2 separate regions of the Danio rerio genome follow, and region 2 is linked to region 1. The links are chromatin contacts, called in public HiCAR-type maps. All regions are on one chromosome and are shown on one strand. Each heading gives the region's core, a stretch centred on a gene start, on an enhancer-like site or on the middle of the called end of the contact. The rest is flanking DNA. Distances are from core to core; before and after follow the strand shown. Region 1 overlaps skida1 (SKI/DACH domain containing 1). Region 2 holds the start of bmi1a (bmi1 polycomb ring finger oncogene 1a).

What was found. HiCAR-type assays count read pairs that join an accessible place to other places.
Region 2: a HiCAR-type map of caudal fin shows a contact between it and region 1, with 6 times the contacts expected there. The contact joins the promoter of bmi1a here to the enhancer-like site in region 1. A contact is called at or near these places in 11 of 18 Hi-C or Micro-C datasets (caudal fin, embryo, gastrula embryo and 2 more) and 3 of 4 datasets of contacts at active chromatin or transcription factors (caudal fin, embryo and gastrula embryo).

Annotation. Positions count from the first base shown.
Region 1 is chr24:20,997,622-21,000,770 of GRCz12tu, forward strand. All of the region lies in intron 2 of skida1 (SKI/DACH domain containing 1), which reads right to left. Among named protein-coding and RNA genes, the nearest start is that of mllt10, 13 kb to the right of the region's middle. Within about 2 kb of position 1,585, at least 41 of the 62 cell types and tissues checked have an H3K27ac peak or open chromatin away from gene starts, as enhancers often do. A contact at or near this core is called in caudal fin, where this site is marked.
Region 2 is chr24:21,128,893-21,132,041 of GRCz12tu, forward strand. bmi1a (bmi1 polycomb ring finger oncogene 1a) reads left to right here and starts at 1,519. Exons shown (of 10, transcript NM_194366.1): 1 at 1,519-1,842. It overlaps commd3 (COMM domain containing 3), which reads left to right. Exons shown (of 8, transcript NM_001008734.2): 8 at 547-765. The coding sequence ends at 606.

The DNA.
Region 1 (3,149 bases), core at 335-2,834:
GCAATTTCCACAGGCAATAGCCTTCTCAAATTAAGTACTGCACGTTCCTGTCTTTGTAACATTAGAAGCTAGAGCGAGGGATTAAAAAAAAAAGGTGATAAACAGAAATTTTATGTCAACTAAAACCAAACATGCTAAACACGTTAAACAGTTTCAAGAATCTGGACTGGCAACATTGATTTAAAGGAATAGCATGAAGAAGCCTACACACCAGAATGTTTAAACCTAAAACAGTCAAATCCGTCTTTGGAAACTCCTAATTTTTTTTCTTAGGCTAGATGTTAGTGGAGTAAAAAAAATAGTTGTTTTAAATTCAATGTTTATCTAGTTAAAGTCTCATTCATCACCTGAAAAAAACTTGTAGTGGTTGGCATTTCTTATACATTTCTGCAAATTAGATTTTTTTTAATCAATTTTATTTGTTAATTATAGCCTACATTATAGGCTAACATGTAGAATATTATTTGGATTTACGATAGGGTCAAAAGTCAAATATTTTGAATCGTTTAGACGTAGGAGTTATTCTGAATGCTAAACATACTAGTTTAATTCACAGTAGGAACAGTTGATTTACCGTGTTTCACTAAGGCCTGTAAAGCCTCATCATCTAGCTTGTGTAAATGACGAGCCAAGTTGCTCATATGTCTACAGCATTTTTATTGACCACCTACTAGATATGATGAATATTTAGTAATAGATGCATTTTAAATCATTGTCATGCAGCTTTTATAATACAGTTTTGAGGTCCAAATGGAAATATATATATATATATATATATATTTTTTTTTTTTTTTTACATATTAGTTTGATGTCCTTCCCTCTGAATGAGCTGTGGTTCAGTTTTCCTATTCCTATGGAGCGACTTTAAAAATCATCTTAAAACAACGCCTACTGACAGGCCATTGGCCTGCAAGGCTATTTAGACTGCTTATTTATTACTGTTCTGTAGAAATATATAGCCTATTATATTGCTCCTACAATAAAGGTAATTCTCTATGCGTTTTAAATATACATATTTCACGTGCCGTATAGGCCAATCATATGCGTTAATAGAATAATGGAAGAGCATTGAGTTTCTATGAGATAGCAATTGTTTCGTACTTTTTTAGTTATGCATCTTTCAAAAACTAAAAATCGAACATAGGCCGAAAGAGAAACCACCGTTATTTCCTCAACAATTTCATTTTAGAAGTATACTAATTATGTTATTTATTCTATGCTATATAAAACAAAAATACAGCTATAGGGAATTTTCCTGTAAAACCATCTAGCGTTTACTTGTATCCAATTTTAGGCCTTGCCTAACAATACACGTAAATAGACTAATGGACTGACTTTTATCCCTTATGGTTAACAAATAAATCAATTGTAGGCCTAGGCTATTTCGCAATTTTATGAACCCAATTTTTTTTTATCAACATCAAAATAAATCTAATCTGCCTTGGAAAGAAAGATAACCCTATTAAGCAGTAAGTATTTAATTTATACCATTGTTTGCCAGGGTCAAGATCGCTTGGTGTGATTTGTTCGTTCCACCTTAAATCCTTTTGTCCTCCCCTTTAAGAGAAAAGATATCCACACGTTCCTGCCCGAGCGAGGGCGCCAAATGCACGTGTAATGACGATGCGCTCGACGAGACGAACTGTCACTTGCGCTTCTGTTCTTACTCAAACACGTCGAGACCACGGCCGTTTTTTATAATTTATGTTCACGCAGTTCATGTATACCCCACGACGCAGTGGCTGAAAAGTTTTTTTAGGTATAAGTATACTGTTTTACGTGCTTATTCCCACCCTCACATTGGCTACACCAACCATTTCGTCTCTTCGGCATCGGCTTTTCCCACAACTGTTCTATATTACATGTTTACAGTATAAGACGTCTTTAGTCAAATTTTGTATAGGTAAAGGGAAGTTAAAAGCCGACATTAGCTTAAATAATATTAATATTATCGTTAAATACAACAAATGGCATGCTACACACGCTTCAGCGAAATGAAACAAGCATATTGGTCTTTTTTCGTTGTTTTTTTACTTTTGCACCGTTCAAAGACACATCTTTAGGCTTTATTAAAGCAGTGATTTGTGCCAACATTAGTCGGTATATCAAGGATTTGAATTATTTCTGGCTGATATTTCGCACCGCTGTGAAAATGCCTAACAGCAATTCGCGTTCGGCATTAATGTATGCATAAACATACATCCAAGCTTTAAACAGAAATTCACATGTAAAAAAAAATTGACCAACAATACAGACCAAAAGAAACGAACGGAATAAAGGCTATACTGTCGTAGCCTGCTGTGCGAGAAACGACTGGACCATGTGGCTGCAGTTCAGAATAGTTGTAGGCTAGGGATTTCTTTTCTTTTTTATACGGATAATTTTTGACAAATAAAACGTTGTTGTTTTCTGATTAACAAATCCACCTGCATCTAAAGATTTTGAAGAGCCAGGCGAAGTGCGACGGGTTAAATGGTTAATCGATTTGGTTTGCTGACATCCAGGGAGGAACAGGTGATTTTTTTTTTTTTTTTTTGGAAGGCTGTTCTGTTTTAAATGTGGAAAAAATAAATTCATTTGCTTGAGCACTTTATTGGAATCGGTTAAATTATACATGTCCCTAACAAACTGGTCATTTTAACAGAAATGCTCAACTTAAATACACGTTGCAATGAAATCAAGTGTAAGATTACGTTGTGCGGTTACTCAAGTGTTGTATTTATTTACCGTGAATAAACCTCTCCGCTTATGTGTTTGAACGGTGAACTTCTAACGTGTGGTCTGTTTGGAATGGTCAATTATGAAGGTCTGGCTGAAAAGCGGAATATATTACTGACTCACAGCACAATTTTTCATCAGTGTTATGAAAGACGCACGTCACCCAATGAACAAGTGTTTTGGGAGATTGTTTTAGATCAGTGCTTGTTTTTACAAGTGTTTCTGGAAAAAAGACGATCAAAGGTGGTCATGGTAGAACTGGAATTAATGCTTTGTTTCGCTTTAGACAAACTAGTCACTAATTCTTTCACTAAAACTATCACTAAGTCCTTGACGCATGAAATATACTGTAATACTTGTCCTTAAAATAGTTAAAGAGCTTTAAAAGCAGGACACGCAGCAGGTTTCAAACACCATTTTGTTTTGGGTGA
Region 2 (3,149 bases), core at 269-2,768, 130 kb after region 1:
CTGCATACTAATTTTATTATCGTCGTCACACAGATGCCTGTTTGTTGTTGGGGTGACACAAAGGTGAATTGTCCGAAAGATCAAGTCATAAAATTCTTATGCACTCAGTTATCATCACACCTCTTTACAAACATCCCAGAGGTTTTCATAAATACCCACGCGTTTAGCAAATTTGATAAAACGTTGCCATTAAGTTCACATTAAATTATAAAACAGTGATTTTTAATCCTAACTTACTGATTGTTCTATATGCAATCAACAATCTTATTTATGCACGGTCAAACTGGGCTATTTTCTACCTTCTTAATTTTGATTAAGCCCAGTTTTCATTTAATTTTGTGTAGTTTTGTTTACTTTCATAGATCATCAGAGGTTTACGATGTCAACAACTGATCTTTTTTATATTAGGCTTTGCTTTATCTAGTATAGTTGCATGAACTGTTTGACTGCTTTTTTTAGATGTAAAACAATTGACTTGGTAAAAATCAATTTTTCTATATTTTGTATTTGCTTGTGAATAAACTGGATTGTTTGAACTGTGTTCAGGATTTGGTTGGAAAAATGAAGGACGCCGCAAAAAGTGTCGAGAGAGCAACACAGTCATGATTCCTGGAGGTTGTCTAACCAAACGCATCTTTCCGGTTTCTTTTTGTTCTGTTGTTCTTGCATATCGATTAATATTATCTGGTGCTGTGGTTGTTTGTTTGTGGTTGTTTTTCCAAAATGTCATTTTCATAAAATCCACAATAAATCACTTTTAAGCAAGGCTGTCTTTGTGTATGCTAGACTTTATTTCTTTGACGCAATTAAGAAGAAATCAATATTTTAGCATTAAAGTGTAAATATGTGTTGCGCATATATATATATATATATATATATATATATATATATATATATATATATATATATATATATATATATATATATGAGAGAGAGAGTATAAGGACAGAACAGAAAAGACTGCGAGTATGCTATAGATACCGTTGAGTCATATTTGTAGAGTCAGGATTTTCTAGGGGACTCCCGGTCGTATGAGGGAGAGTTCGCAATGTTTTTCTGTACTGCTCTCTGCAACATTCATCACCGTGAATTAATTCAGCAACGCATGCAATGTCTGAACATGCCATCGGCTAATTAATTAAATACTTCCTTGGTGCATTTGCAAGTTTAGATTATGCAGATGTGTATAAATAGAAAATCTTACGGTAAGTTGATCATGTCTATGTTTTGAATCATTCTTTTTTAGCGCTGTTAGCGGATTTTATTTATTTTGTAGACATGTGGCAAACGGTTCTAAGCTGACCTACAAGAACCTATCCTATTGTGTAAACCTTACACGAGCTGGACCACGGTCAAACAGACTTTGAAAAGCAATTCTTTGTTATTTGTTGAGCGAGAGCCGCGCTGAATACACCGACACATATTCCCAGGCCACCCTTAAGGAATTAGATCACGTGATGCACGGGGCGGTCGAACTACAAGCCATTTTGGGGACGGTGTCAGTTTCCACTGAACCATCAGCGCAGCATTTTTCAAAGAGAAGACTGAAGGCGCTAGTCTGGAGAAAACGCACATCAGCCTGGCTGTTTTACACGCGGGAGGTCTAAATACGAAACCGGTTACGTCTCTCCAACAAAGCAAGGCACGCACATCGACAACAGGACCTTTTCTATTTTTTATTATTGTACTGCGCCCTGCTCCACCGTTCTCTTATTGCAATTGACAGCGTCTGCAGCCCTTTTCAAGATGGCCGCTTGGCTCGTATTCATTTTCTGCTGATCGACTTATAACTTTCATTGTCTAACCAGCACCAGGCTCGACTATTCACTCCAGTCCAGAAAGGTACATGTTCTTCGATATCTCCCCTTACATATGTCTAATTCCAATTCAGTGTTTTTGTGAGCTTAAAATGGAGACGTACGTTAGGATGCGGGAACTGACAGGCTCGCGTACGCAACATTGTCTCCGTGTCTCCGCGTGCTTACAGATTTGAGTTATTTTATCTAAGAATTTTGTTTAATGGGTCCACGAATGACTCTTTTTGAGTTGTGTGGTATTCAGTTATTGACATCATGATGTTTGTTTGGTGTTTCTAGCTAGAAGAAACGGTTTAGTTATTAATGAATCCTGACCGTGCACGCGAAATCGGGTAAAGACGGGTCGCCTGTTTATGTCAGGCAGGTTTCTAAAGGATTTTCTGTTTGTCGTAACATTAACTAGTTATCTAAATTTATAGATATGCAATCTGTATGATGTTTACTTGTGATCAAACTTGTTGTTTTGCTAAATTGTGCCTATTTGTGCGTTTTTTTAACTTAAATTTGCACAGTAACCTAAACATGCCAGGTTGTCGGATATACAGGACAAAGCATTCAGTAGCTGACAGCAAACATTCACTACACAGACGATGTGTGGTTGACAAAACAACACATTAAACAATATACTTATTTTACGAATATAACGTTTTTCAGCGTTTACTTTAATTTATCCATCTGACTTAAATTGCTGTTTGGACATCCTATATTGTAGGTTACAAGATTTGTTTGGATCTAAGGATATATCTGTTGGACTTTGAAGCCACTTTACCATTCAAATATATATTTTTACGTGTATGGCTATATACATTTATTTATACTTGAGCTAAATTATTCGTTTTCACCTGTTTTTATGTAGGCTAATGTGTGGAAGCCTTGCTGTTTTTTGTCGCTGCATGTCAAGGGGTAATCTTTTAGTTTATCTTTTAGAACTGAACTTTGTCGCTTTGACCTTTGTTGTTTAAAAAAACATAAGTCTATCACGCGTTTAGCCTATATCTTGTTTTAGAAATTGCAGCTGTCCCCCTCAAGATTTGGTAAACAATTTATTTTTATTATAGGTTATAACGTATGACACTGTTTGAAGTTGTGAACTCAAAATGTCAAAAACCTGATGCGTTATGTAGAATAGGTTAAATACAGTTAACAGTTTGATTCTCCTCAGCTTAATCAGGTGGTATATTAATATTAATCGAAATAGGCCAGAGATCTCTGCAAACTACACCTTCTCACGTAGAACAGTTTGTGTATAAAGGTAATTTCCTCCTGACTGCTTTATTTTATACGTGAAGCCATCATCCTCAAAGTGCTTGTCAAAGATCAAAAAGGTTGTGG